Regions from separate parts of the Callithrix jacchus genome. Here region 1 is linked to region 2. Evidence: chromatin contacts called from public Hi-C data. All regions are on one chromosome and are shown on one strand. The core of a region is the stretch at or near the end of the contact, and the rest is flanking DNA. Distances in the headings are between cores, read along the strand shown.

What was found. A called contact is a pair of places that touch in the nucleus more often than the background predicts.
Region 1: a contact with region 2 is called in a Hi-C map of skeletal muscle, with 3 times the contacts expected there. The contact joins two enhancer-like sites. A contact is called at or near these places in 2 of 3 Hi-C or Micro-C datasets (induced pluripotent stem cells and skeletal muscle).

What each region holds. Positions count from the first base shown.
Region 1 is chr10:78,799,921-78,806,734 of calJac240_pri, reverse strand. All of the region lies in intron 9 of TEAD1 (TEA domain transcription factor 1), which reads right to left. Among named protein-coding and RNA genes, the nearest start is that of RASSF10, 150 kb to the left of the region's middle. Within about 2 kb of position 4,629, at least 6 of the 16 cell types and tissues checked have an H3K27ac peak or open chromatin away from gene starts, as enhancers often do. A contact at or near this core is called in skeletal muscle, where this site is marked.
Region 2 is chr10:78,603,515-78,610,191 of calJac240_pri, reverse strand. All of the region lies in intron 1 of TEAD1 (TEA domain transcription factor 1), which reads right to left. Among named protein-coding and RNA genes, the nearest start is that of TEAD1, 19 kb to the right of the region's middle. Within about 2 kb of position 3,636, at least 8 of the 16 cell types and tissues checked have an H3K27ac peak or open chromatin away from gene starts, as enhancers often do. A contact at or near this core is called in skeletal muscle, where this site is marked.

The sequences.
Region 1 (6,814 bases), core at 3,380-5,879, 200 kb before region 2:
CCGAGATGCATCCTTTCCACCTCCCACTCCCAGCACCATCCCCACAGCAGGTCTGCTGCTTCCTTAAACAGGAGTGTGACTTTCCCACAGAAGTGCAGCTGAAAGGCCCACCTGCTGAGTGAGCAACCAGGAAGGCAGGTGCACAGGGTGCAGACCTGCCAAAGAAAGCAGAGGGGGCCTGGCCTGGCTGGGGCTTCTGTGACATGTCGATAAAATCCGGATGTCCAGACGCTTTCAGTGGCCTCCTTCCCAAAGGGTAATGAAGAATGAGGGTAAGTGGCCAGAGCACCTCACAAACACTGAGCACAGCACCAGCAGACAGGCTGCTGCCACAGGAGGGTGTGCCCTAGGCCTGAAGGAGCTTGTGGGTGGCTCAGCTAGGGCTCAGGATTGTGAGGGGAATGGGGGCACTCCACACTGACCCCAGGAGACACTCCATCTCCTGTGTCCCCCTGGAAGACCAGGCTTGAGAAAACATGAGAAAAACCTGAGAGAAATTCAAAGACAAGCATCAGACCAGCTGCAGCCTTCCTCCTCAAACCTGGAAGGCCAAATCTACTTTCCAACCATTTATTCCTAAGCATGAAATGAGCACATTAATGACACCTGGGTTAGAATAGCCAGGCTCTGCTATTTTTAGCTTGAGTGGCCTGAGGCACAGGGCTTATTAACCTTTCTGCACCTTGGCTTCCTCATCTAAGGGGTGATGACCCTACTAGCCTGTCTCCAAGGTCAAATGAAACAGTCCATGTGAAAGTTCTGCCCAGGCCACACAGAGCTGCACAGATACTGGTGAGGTGGCTTACTGTCATGAGATCACCTGCAAGCCCTGAACTATGGGAAAGAAGGAGCATCTTTTCTGAAGGACCAGAAACCAGATTTGTTCACACAGCCATTCTCCACTCCAAGATGGAGCAACTGCCTCTGCAGCCCTATAAAACCAGGAAGTTTCTCCAGAGACACTGGTGCCCTTCTCCATCCTGCCCAGGATACAGGTAAGAACCCTTCTGGCAATCTGGAATTGAAACCTTGCTGCTTTTTTTTTTTTTTTTTTTTGAGACGGAGTCTCCTTTGTCGCCCAGACTGGAATGCAATCGCGCTATCTCGGCTCACTGCAACATCTACCTCCCAGGTTGAAGTGATTCTCTCACCTCAGCCTCCTGAGTAGCTGGGATTACAGGCACCCACCATCATGCCCGGCTAATTTTTTTATTTTTGTAGAGACAGGGTTTCACCATGTTGGCCAGGCTGGTCTTGAACTCCTGGCCTCAGGTGACCTGCCCACCTCGGCCTTACGAAGTGCTGGGATTACAGGCATGAGCCACCGCATCCAGCCGAAACCTTGTTTCTTATCTTATGTCTCCAACCTAATCCCCAGGCACAGCCATCCCCTCTTCTTTCTTCCACAGGCTTCATCAATGTCAGATTTCCTTAAAGCTGCCCTGGTCACATTTTCCAAACCAAGACAGGATCTGTGTTCTGACATAGGAATTTTAGTTGATCTGTGAATTTAGACCACTGAAAGTACAAAGACATGAAATTAAATCATCCTTGGGCCCACATTTGACCAAGTGCCTTTATGAAAAAGAATCATGTTATCTGCAGGATATATTTGCAGACCTTCCATGCAAGCTCCACCACAGGCCTGCCAGTCCCCCAGAGGGGAAACTTCGGGCTTCCTCTGACTATGAAGACTTCTGACTCCCACCTCCTCAACCAGAAGGTCCAGCCACTTAGAAATAAAAATAAAGGACACGACACCAGGCAGCAAAACTCCTTTCCTCCTTGCTGAGAGGCTGCCATCACCAAGCCTAGGTGACCCTTCAGGAACTCTCCTGTCCTGGAGCCCAAATCCATCTGTGAATGGAGAACCATCCCTGCCCTTCCCTTTTCCCCAGATAACGGGGTAAGTGTCATTTTCTCATCCACTGTGAAATTCAAAGTTCAAATAGTCAACCCTGCCATCTATTAACCAGGTCCAAGGTATGTTAAAGTCTCTGAGCTTTCCTGTCTCCAATACATATTTCAACAAGTTTATTTTGAGAATGAAAGCCAAAAGTATTATCACCAAGCCAGTTCTTAGCAATCGTGCTTCCTCCTCTGTTACAGGACTCTTCAAATTATATCAGCATCCTTGGTCTCAAACACCCAGTCATTACCATTTATCTCCTCTTCTCATAGCTCATTAATCCACAAGGCTTTATAATTTTATCTCCCTAACATCTCTCCCCTCTACCATTTTCTCAACCATGGCCCCTGCCCTGGTTTGGTCCTCATCAGCCACCAGCTGGCCAGCAGTATACTTTCCCCAAGCCCCTGCTCTCACCTGATGTAGCCATCGTTTTCCTGAAGCATAGTCCAGATCACATCCTCTTTTTAAATAGAAGGGTGGGGGGAGAATACATGTTCATATTAGACTGTAATACGCATTAAAATCACTATAAAGCCTCATCAGAGAGTAGTAACAGTGGTTACCTACTTAGGGGTAGGTTAGGAATGAGAAGGAAAGGACGTTTCCCATCCATTCTCTTATGCTTGGAGATTTTTTTGACCACATAAATTTATTACCTACAGGAAAAGTTTAATTAATTTTAAAAATTAATTAAGGCTGTGCATGGTGGTTCACACCTGTAATCCCAGCACTTTGGGAGGCTGAGGCAGGCAGATTAGGAGGTCAGGAGTTCGAGACCAGCCTGGCCAATATAACAAAACCTTGTCTCTACTAAAAATACAAAAATTATCTGGGCATGGTGGCACACACCTGTAATTCCAGCTACTTGCGAGGCTGAGGCAGGAGAACTGTTTGAACCCAGGAGGTGGATGCTGCACCGAGCCAAGGTTGCTCCACTGCACTCCAGGCTGGGTGTCAGAGCAAGACTCCGTCTCAAAAAAAAAAAAAAGTAACTGAAAAATATTCTGACTCTTGTTTGAATTTCAGTAGAGTCCAAAGCACCTGATAAGCACATTCTCCCAGGCTTGATCCCTGTCCAGATCTCTGGCTCAATTTCCTTTCACATTAATTAGACATTCAGGTTCAGAAGCATTTGTGGAGTGCTCAGTATGTTCAGGGATATTACTAACTGTAATTATTACAGTGAGAGTGGCAGCGATCCTGTTATGCCCACTCAACAGACAGGAAACTGAGGCTGAGCTGTGAAGTAATTTGCTGCAAATCTCACACAGCTGCTAAGAATTCTGACATCAGTCACCTCTTTGCTGCCACTAGAGCATGATGGAAGACAGGCTCTAAAGCAGAGGTCCCCAACCTTTTTGGTACCAGAGACTGGTTTTGTGGAAGACAATTTTTCCATGGGTTGGAAAAGCAACTGAGGAAACCCAGAGTAACCATCTACCCAATGTGGAAGGCCCTCAGAGGTCTGGCCTTGCTTGGGGAGCTGCTACTTTGCAGGCAGGTATTTTTCTTTCTTTTTTTTTTTTTTTTTTCAGACAGAGTCTTACTCTGTCACCAGATGCCAGGCTGGAGTGCAGTGGTGCGATCTCAGCTCACTGCAACCTCTGCCTCCCGGGTTGAAGCAATTCTCCTGACTCAGCCTCCTGAGCAGCTGGGACTACAGGCACATGCCACCATGCCAAGCTAATTTTTGTATTTTTAGTAGAGATGGGGTTTTACCATGGTGGCCAGGATGGTCTCAATCTCTTGACCTCGTAATCCGCCCACCTTGGCCTCCCAAAGTTCTGGGATTACAGACGTGAGCCACCGTGCCCGGCCTTAACTTTTGAACTTTGTCTTTGTTTCTTCAAAACTATGGTGACATGGTTAAGAACACAGAGTGGTGCTAAACTCTGGCACAGTCAACGCTCTTGGAAGTGGATCTTGATAACTTTAATGATTCTGAGCCATGGTTCTTCTACGTATAGATTGGACATACTGCTCAGCATACTATGCTTACAACAGCTTTTAAGTGCTGGTGATGATTATTATTGATATAATATATAAATAAGTTTCTTGGCTGGGCATGGTGGCTTACACCTGGAATCCCAGCACTTTGGGAGGCCAAGGCAGGTGGATAGCTTGAGCCCAGGAGTTCAAGACCAGCTTGGGTAACATGGTGAAACCCCATTTCGACTAAAAATAAAGAAATCAGCTGGGCGTGGTGGCGCATGCCTATAGTTCCAGCTACTTAGGAGGCTGAGATGGGACAATCCCTTCAGCCTGGGAGGCTGAAGCTGCAGTGAGCTGTGATTGTGCCACTACATTCCAGCCTGGGCGATGGAGTGAAACTGTCTCAATCAAAAAAACGAAAGTTTAAAAAAAAAAAAAAATGAGTTTCACACGCTGAGCAAATGTGTGCCTTCCTGGATCGGGTTTGTTTCTGTACTGTATTACAGAACTTTTTTCTGCGAGGCAGTGAGTGCTTCCTCAAAATCTAAAGAGAACAATCCCTTTGCCTCTTTCTCCACCCTCAACTCTTCCCTCCTCTGGTTGTGTAACTCTCGCCTAAGTAAATCCTTTCTGCGCTCTCTTCCTGCCTCCTGCTCACTGTGGCATCCAGACCACAACAGGCATGAGACACACAGCCTGGTGCCCGGGGAATCTGAGCAGGCAGGGGGTTTGCCAGCTGCTGTCCTATGTGGGGCTGGAGGAACCCACTGTGCCCCAGAATTGAAGTGGAGGAATCACTCCAGGCTTTATCAGAAAACCACTCCCTGTGTACTCACAGGATTCAGCCAACAGATCTCCCATGCTGGGTTTTAATCTGCCTAACTTGACCTGCAGAAACTGGGCCCTGATTTCAGGGAGGCCCCTTTTAAATAGCCCACCCTAGGTGGAGGATCCCACACTTAACACTTGAGGTCCTTTGATATGCAACACTGAAATCATGTAGAAAGTGTATTTCCAACTCAAATAGTCTTTGTTTTTTACACTCTTCCTTCCTTTCTTCACCCTCTGCTGTTTTTCTTTTAGCTTCTAGTAGAGCCAAAGGTAACAGAGGGACTGACTTGCTGGTTCTCCACCAACATAAACAAACCACCACCAACTTGGGGAAGCTGCCATCTGGTTTACACAAGATGCGGGGCCAGCAGGGGGCGATCATCCCCCTAATTATTCTCCCATTAGCTCCTTATAGCCTTGGGCTACAAAAACAGACAGACATTCATCAGATAGAAATGGACCTTAGAGGCTTTTGGTCACAATCTCAGAATGTGGAATCAACAGACCTGGATCGGAATCCTATTTCCCATGTCAGCTCACTAATTCCAGGCAAGCTACTTCACAAGGATTATGTAAGATAATGCATAGTGTTGGCACACATAAAGTATTTAAATGTTGGTCATCACTACTGCTAGGAGTTGCAGGCTTGTGAAGAAATCTTCAGCGGTGGCAAGGGTGACCTATGTGGTAAGCCAACAAGTAAATTTCATAAAATGCTGGTTCTAAGGCCACTCTAGACTGAGAAGGAGACAAACTAAGGTTCTTCTCTTGATTTTGTTGCTACTAAAGTATGCAAATACAATCATGTCTTTTTTTTTGAGACGGAATTTCGCTCGCCACCCAGGCTGGAGTACAGTGGTGTGATCTTGGCTCACTGCAACCTCCACCTTTTGGGTTCAAGCTCTTTCTTTTGCCTCAGCCTCTTGAGTAGCTGAGATTACAGGTGCCCACCATCATGCTTAGCTAATTTTTGTATTTTTAGTAGAGACAGGTTTCACCATGTTGGCCAGGCTGGTCTTGAACTCCTGACCTCAAGTGATATGCCTGCCTTGGCCTCCCAAAGTGCTAGGATTACAGGTGTGAGCCACTGCACCCGGCCAGCAATCATGTCTTATCTGCTCTTGGGAGATGTTACAGGCAGGCTAGAGTGCAAAGCTGGCTACTGTAAGACAGCAATCTCTCCAAGCCTCTTCTGTAGAAGGCAGTAGAATGACTTAACTCACAGAGCTCAATAAAGATGAAAGAAGTCACTAATGACAAATAGCATGGAACCTGGCTACATCATTTCTTTTTCTGCTAGCACTACCTAGAAGTTTTCTTCTCTACTAAAAAAATATTTTATAATCCCTTGAGTCTAATGAGCCTAAGCCATTACAAAGAAGTAGGGGGAAACATATGTACATGTCCATCTGTAACAAAGATCTAAAGAATCCAAACGCAAAGTTTAACTTGTTTAGGGCCCTTTAATTATTGGTCACTTTGTTTGCTTCCTTATCAAATTAATGTGTTTAATGTTGGATGTTAAATTTTAAGTACTGTATATAGTCAAATTTGTTAAAATGTATCAGCTGAGTTTTATATGGCTTTAATGTTTCTTTTGTTGGAACAAAAATATAGCAAAATTGAAGTCTGAGAAGTCACAAAAAAATCTAAGAGTCAAAAAAACTATCTATAAGATACAAATTTTCCGGTGTAGCCTTAGCCCTGAAGTAGTATTATACCCTGATTGTGATAGCACATTGTGTTTGTCCAGTAAAGCACATAGTATATAACTTGAGACGCTGGTACTTAAGATACTATCAAATGCTTTAAATAATTTTGTCAGTTCTCCATCCTTTCAACAGGTCAGCCACCACTTTTCCCCTCTAGCACAAGAACCAACCTTCAGGCCCTCACATGTCCACTAAAATCAAATACAGATCCTATTCACAATCTGCCACATTCATTTGCATACATTAAACCACTTGTGTTCAATTGCAAAATGAGTGTTTGCAACATAGGAATCTCAGAAGCAACACCAACACAGTGACTGAAGTTAAGCAAAATAATTTCACAGCAGTGAGAGAGCTTTGGTTGGTAATGTCTAATGCACATCATTTAGTATCGTAATACAAGCCAGAAATGTCAACATAGCTATTG
Region 2 (6,677 bases), core at 2,387-4,886:
AGAACAGGTGGGTGAGCTGTTCCTACTATAGAAAGTATCTACCTGTCCAACACAATTACAAAATAAAAACAAACGAAAAAACACAATATAAATGACAGCCGCTGAATGAACTCTGACCTTTGTTAAAGCCACAAAGTTTTCCAAAGGTATCATCTTGTCTTCTTACCACTCTAAGGAGGCACAGCTGTACAGCCAGAGCCTAAAATAACAAGCAACTGTCTTCTTTGTAGCTTGCTTGTTGGCTGCTTGGGTTGGAGAAAAAAAGCATTTTGTTGCTATCAAGTAGGAATGTATTTCTGGTTCCTCCTTTTTTCTTTAAAGAGTTCTCAGCAGGAATCTTACCTGAAAGGGGGCAGAACCTGGCTGAAATATGGCAAGGTCCTGAACAGCTGAATGCCAGGGTGTGGGAGACGCAAGCACAGTGGAAACTCACGCAACACACAAACAGAACTGAAGCCTTCTGGGGCAAGCTCAGAAAATAAAACAATTTGCCATCTATGAAAAATATATGTTCAGCGTAAAGGTTAAATGAGGCCCCTTCCTTACAAAAGCCACTAGGTTTTTCATAAAGTAACCCCAAAGAGTCCATCAGTCTGGGTCCATTTCACCTAAGGGAACAAACATTCCTCACAGATCATGGGCTGTGCTCTGTGTGGTTGCTAATAGGATAATCTGTTACAGGAGGCTTACAAATCCATTTACATTGATTTTAATTAATGAATCAATCCCTGGCCCCGAACAACTTGGTCCAGAGACGGTAAGCAATTCAAGATTCAGTCTCTAATACCAGCCTGAAATCTACATGAAAAAGAATTTAACTCTCAGATCAATGAAGGACAAATAAAAATAATTGGATTTGTACCTCTCTCAACATAAGAAAAAATCTCTTCCAAGTTTAGACAGTGACTATTTACATGTTAATAAGAGTAATATATTTTCACAGTGATTTCCAAAGAAACTCATCTAAGACTAAGGAGTTTTTGTACCAGCCTGAAATCTGGAGAGCCACAGCCAGAAATTATGACTCCCAATCAAGCCTCTAAAATCAAAATGAGCCCGACTTTCTCAACAGCTTATCAGAACCTTTTAGTGAGGCCTGAAGTTCAACAGAAAATTACCCAAACACAAAGTACAAACGACAAAGTAAGAACGAAATGGCACTGGCCAGCCTGGCTGTGAGCTGAATTAGCCACACTTGATTAAAAAGCCAGGCAAACTTTTGCATTTGCTTTTATTTTATTCTTTACAAAGGCTGAAACAGAATTTGACCTTTCTGAGCTATTACCAGCTATGAATTGGAAACAAGCTCAATTTAAAAGGCAGGATCGATATCTAACTGCTCATCATCTCAAATTTTTTTTTCCATCTTCCTCAGTGTCTTTTCACAGGGTTTGTCTACCTATGCTATTTTTAGACTTCTATCAGAACTTCTAGTAACTCCATACAAACCTAGAGTAGGGGGGAAAGGGATCTCGTTTCAGCCCCATTTTCCCAAATCCCACAGCTAGCTAACACCAATTAGCGTAGAAAAAGAAGGTAAGAGTTGATAAATGAAAATGAGTCACACTCAATTTTAATTTTTTTCAAGATTCAAAAAGCTCATAAATTCATAAGTAAAGCATAAAGCAACAGTGAGTCCCAACCTCACACAGAAACACCAACCCGACTCTGCTCTGACTTGGGTACATATACAAAGTGGGCACTGCTCATAAAGGAGAAAAATAATCAGACCCAATATTGGGAGACAAATTCATGTTTCTCCTCACTCTTTAAAATAATGAATAAAACAGTTATGAAATGGATTCTGAAGTCAGAAAGACTAGCCTGAAATACTGCAAAAGAAACCCAAAAAAAGAAAGGGGAAAAAAAAAAGACCCTGTATATAAGGAAGTAAATTGCAAGTAAAAGCAAGAGACAGGCCAGAGCTTGGCAGGCTGGCGAGTGTGTTAGTCTGTTCTTTCATCTCTCTCCCCTTTCTCTCTTTTCTCTCCTTTCTCTCAAGCAGAGAACAAACAAGAAGTCGATACTTCAACGATACATATGGAATCCAGAGCTTTCTGCATAGTGTCTGCTTGCATGTCCCTAAGTTTTAGAATTCACTGGAACACTAAAGCCCCTTGAAACATCTGCCATGTGTTTGCTGGGGCACTTCCCCGGACTCAGCCTGCCGCCTTTCCTGGCCGAGTTGTGCCGGGCCGCACAGCAGAGCTGGGTGTGCCAATGCGGCCTGACATTCAGATCAAGACCACAAATTATAAACAGTTTCAGTAAATTGACTCAAGTGCCTTTGTTCCTCAGACATACATCTTCCTACCGCTTACAAAGGCAGGCAGCAGAACCTAACCACCAACACGGCTATAGCCAGGACTGGGAAAGGAAGTTATTGAAGCCTGGATTTCCTGCCTTTGCTTGTAGCCAAGAACTATGAGGCTTGTAGTGGTTTCAGGAACTGACTCATCTCATGATTCATGGATAAGATACTGCTTTTAATATGCTTCTGAACCTAAGATTCAGCAACATCAAAACCAATCTGAATCTATGCTTCAATCTTATTTGCAAATGAATATTCACAACAAAATAAACAGGAGGACCACAGTTACTGAAACAATGAAAACATCATGCCAACGGCAGGGAAAGTGGAATGCAGGCATCACATGGGAAGCGGTCATCAAAGCTTAATCCGCAGGCTGCGACTTAACAGCGTTTCAACTTCCCAAAAGTGGATAACAGGTGGGATAAGGTTTATTTTTAGATGTCAGTCCCCTAGATGTAAAAATAGATTTAGCTCAGCAATATTTTAATTCAGGCCCATCTGGGGTTGTGACTCTAAATATCCAGGACTTACAGAAGCATGTAGCTTGAGATTTAACTGTTCCAGTTGCAAACTGGGGAGAGTTCAGAGTGAGTTGACCAATGAGTAATGGGTAATAAAGGACTCACACTGGAACTCATTCTCTTAAATCATCCTTTGCTGGAAGGCTGAAATTCTGTATTTCCATCCATGTGCTGACTGGCCTTCTCTCTCCTTTACTGTGCGCATGCACACATGTGCACACAGTCCAGGACTTAAAAGCAAAGTTCTTTAAAAGTACTAAGCAGTAGGGGCTCGGACCTCTGGCTGCTTTCCATGACGTTCCCCATAGATGCATTCATCACGAAGAAGTCCCCACTAGAAAAAAAGTTTTAAAGCCTCCCTCACTTATGGATCGCTGGGTTCTCCCCACCCTCCCCACATAGGACATTAAGCACAGGACCAGTAGGAGTAGTTTTCAAAAGCCTTTATAGGTTTCAACACAGCCCAGTTGCACAGAGGGAAAAGGGGAAAAAGAAGACAAAAAACACAGGCTGTTCTGTGGGGTGGGGGGTGGAGGAAGCAGTAAGAACAGTTGACCAGGCAAGGCCAAAGTGCAGGGGCTGGCTGGCAGGCGCTACATGGCTGGGCTCCTCCAGCAGATTTACTGACATGACGTCAGTGGCTCCAGTCCAGCTTTTTCTTTGGTAGCTTTTACCACTTGCCTCCTGAAGCCTCCACTATGTTAGGGAGCCACAGGACCATAATGAAAATTCCCTTTGTGAAACTGAGTTTACCGCGGGGCACAGAGGCCTGCCTTGTGAATTACCAGGCTCTTCCCCCTACTCTCAGTGCCCATGGAGGAAAGGGGAGGGAACAAACTACTACAATACTGTACTTTCCTTAATACAGAGGAACCATTAAAAGAAGCTTGGGGCTTTAAAATGAAAAAAAAAGCCGGAGGGTGGGTGAGGGGCATTAAATGTGTATCCAAAATTTCCCAGGCCAGGATGCTGATTAATTTCTCAGTGGTGTGGAGAATGATGATAATTTTAGGACTATTCACTCCTGCTGCTGTGAGACTGTGTTGGCTGCACTATGAACGCATACGGCTTTGTTTCACCAACAAAACAAAAAAGTAATACTGATGCTAAAACTTTAGGTCTGAATGGAAACTCTAAAGAAAGCATTAGAGCTTGTCTTTAAAATGAGTCCTGTTTTGCTGGGGGGTGGGGGAGTGTTGGCCTAAGTGCATAAACTATGATGCACCAACATGGGCGTAAAACAATTTCTAAGAAGCAAAGACAGGAATTATAATACTAAAAATAAGTTTAATAGCAGACTTGTTAAATAAAAAACACTCATCTTAGACTTACAGGCCTACTACCGGAGACTCACAGAAGTAAAACCCCTATGTTACAACTAGGGGTCCAATGCATAAATCTACCTAAAGCTACAAACCTTTATCTTTTTTAAGCTTATAAAAATATTAGACTAGTGATAAATTCTTTAAATGACTAGGCATTAAATACACTCTGTTTTAAACACTTTGGAGAAGAAGTACAAAGCTTAATTCAACTAATATATTTATTGAAACAGATGAGTATAAATGCACCCAACAATATCATCAAAATATAGCTTGCAGCCTGAATGGCTCACAGTGGTAATAAGATAAGGAATCTCTCACATCCTGGTTATGTATACAGGGAGCAGAACAAACTATCAGGTAGACATGAGTGAAGGCAATGACTAAAGACTTCTGTCATGCCTAAATTAACGTGAGCTTTGGCCTTCAGGAGGCCAAAGTCAAACCACAAGCCATCCATGGTAATCCTTCAGTTTGGTCTTTTTCTTAAGGGAGGAAAGGACAAGATGACAAGCGCAAACATGAAAGTGGCAAATGGGAGCCAAAGAGGCCACGCAAGAGCAAGTGTGCAGGGAAAGCTTTTACCACGATTAGAGTTGACATGGCAGGTGGGATCCATTTTCAAACGTAAGCAGATTATTCAACTGAAGGAGTGGGAAGAGGAAAAAAACAGAGAACTTAGCACACACATCACAGCCTGGAAATTCCATTTCCCACTAAAAGGAACCCAAACTCTGCAGAAACGGTTCATTCTAACTCCCAGAACACACAAGAGACTGGACAGCAAGGAAACCATCAAAGACTATTAACAGGATCACATCAAAAGGACACGGGAGCCAACTAAAGAAATCCTGTTGGCCGAAGATGAAACAATTTAAGCGTAAGACGAGGAACTGCAAAGGATTAAAATGCATCCAGTAATTTACAATCAGTGATTGCCTAATGATATGCAATCAAAAAACTACCTTTCCTTTACAAACTATATGCTAGGTTGACCATAGAGTTGATAAAAGAAAGTTTCTCCATAAAAGGAATGGGTAGGGTGGGATGGCTCATGCCTATAATCTCAGCACTTCCGGAAGCAAGCAGATTGCTTGAGCCCAGAGTTCCAGACCAGCCTGGCAATGAAACTTTGTCTCTACAAAAAACAAAAAAACTAGCCAAGTGTGGTGGCACACCGACAGTTCCAGCTATTTAGGAGGCTGAGGTGAGAGGATCACCTGAGCCTAGAAAGTCAAGGCTACAGCAAGCCAAGAGAGCACCACTGCACTCTAGCCTGGGTGACCAAGTGAGACCTCTCGCTTTATTTCTTTTCTTTTTTTTTTTTTTTAGAGACAGGGTTTCAACCATGTTGGCCAGGATGGTCTCGATCTCTTGACCTGGTGATCCACCCGCCTTGGCCTCCCAAAGTGCTGGATTACAGGCGTGAGCCATCGCGCCCGGCCAAGACCTCTCTCAAAAAAAAAAGAAGAGAACTAGACTATCAGAGAGTACCACCAGTTTGCAAAAACTACATGAAATAATAGATACAGGAAGAGATCATCAGTCAGCAATACTAACATCACAGAAAGTGACAACTGTACATGTGTGCCTTCTGGTAGAATACTAGCTACAAAATTTAGCATCAAAATATAAAAATAACCTGAATTGGATCAAATTTCGACACCTAAATTCCCATTTATAGAAAATAAAGAGGATAAGAGGATAGAATGCACAACACCATGGAGATATAACTGCAAAATCCAGAAGAAGGAAGCCTACAAGAGAACACAGGGGCTTTTGTAACAAATCAATTATGACAAAGGTGGGGATGAGATTTATACGTTTTAAGAAATACAGCAACCAAATATAACCTGTTGATCTGGTTTTAGACCCTCATCTGAGCAAACCACCTATGAAAAAACATTTATGAGACAATCAAGGAAATCTGAACAGTGACTAGATATTTGACATTAAGAAATTATTAAAGCGCTGGTATGATCGTGGTATTGTAGTTTTTTAAAAAAAAAATAGAGTCATATTTTTAAAATAAACACTGATTTACAGATGAAATGGTATGAAACCTAGGACTGCTTCCAAATAATCTGGTAGGAGAATAGCCAGGAGTTTACAAGAATAGCCATGAGGTGACGATTGCTGCTGGGTGATAATGGGTAAACAGGGGTTCATTGCCCTTTACTGTACCAAATCTTCCCATAGCAAAGACATTAAAATCTGAAATAAAAATAAGATTCTACTCTTGACCCCCTCCTTCAAAAAGAAAGATGCTACGGAAGAGGTACCTGGTACTCTACTTCACAGCTGCTGGATGATGGTAGTCACAGTACTTAGCAGCAGCAGCTAACATTTAGGAGACACATCTCTATGAGGCAGCACTGTGCTCATCCTCAAAGAACCTGTACTATAACCCATAAGGAAGGCACAACTATGTCCATTTCACAGGTTAGGAACCTGGGGTTCAAAAGGATAAAGAGGTTGACCAAGGTCAAACAGATAAGTGAAGGAATCGTGTGTCATTCT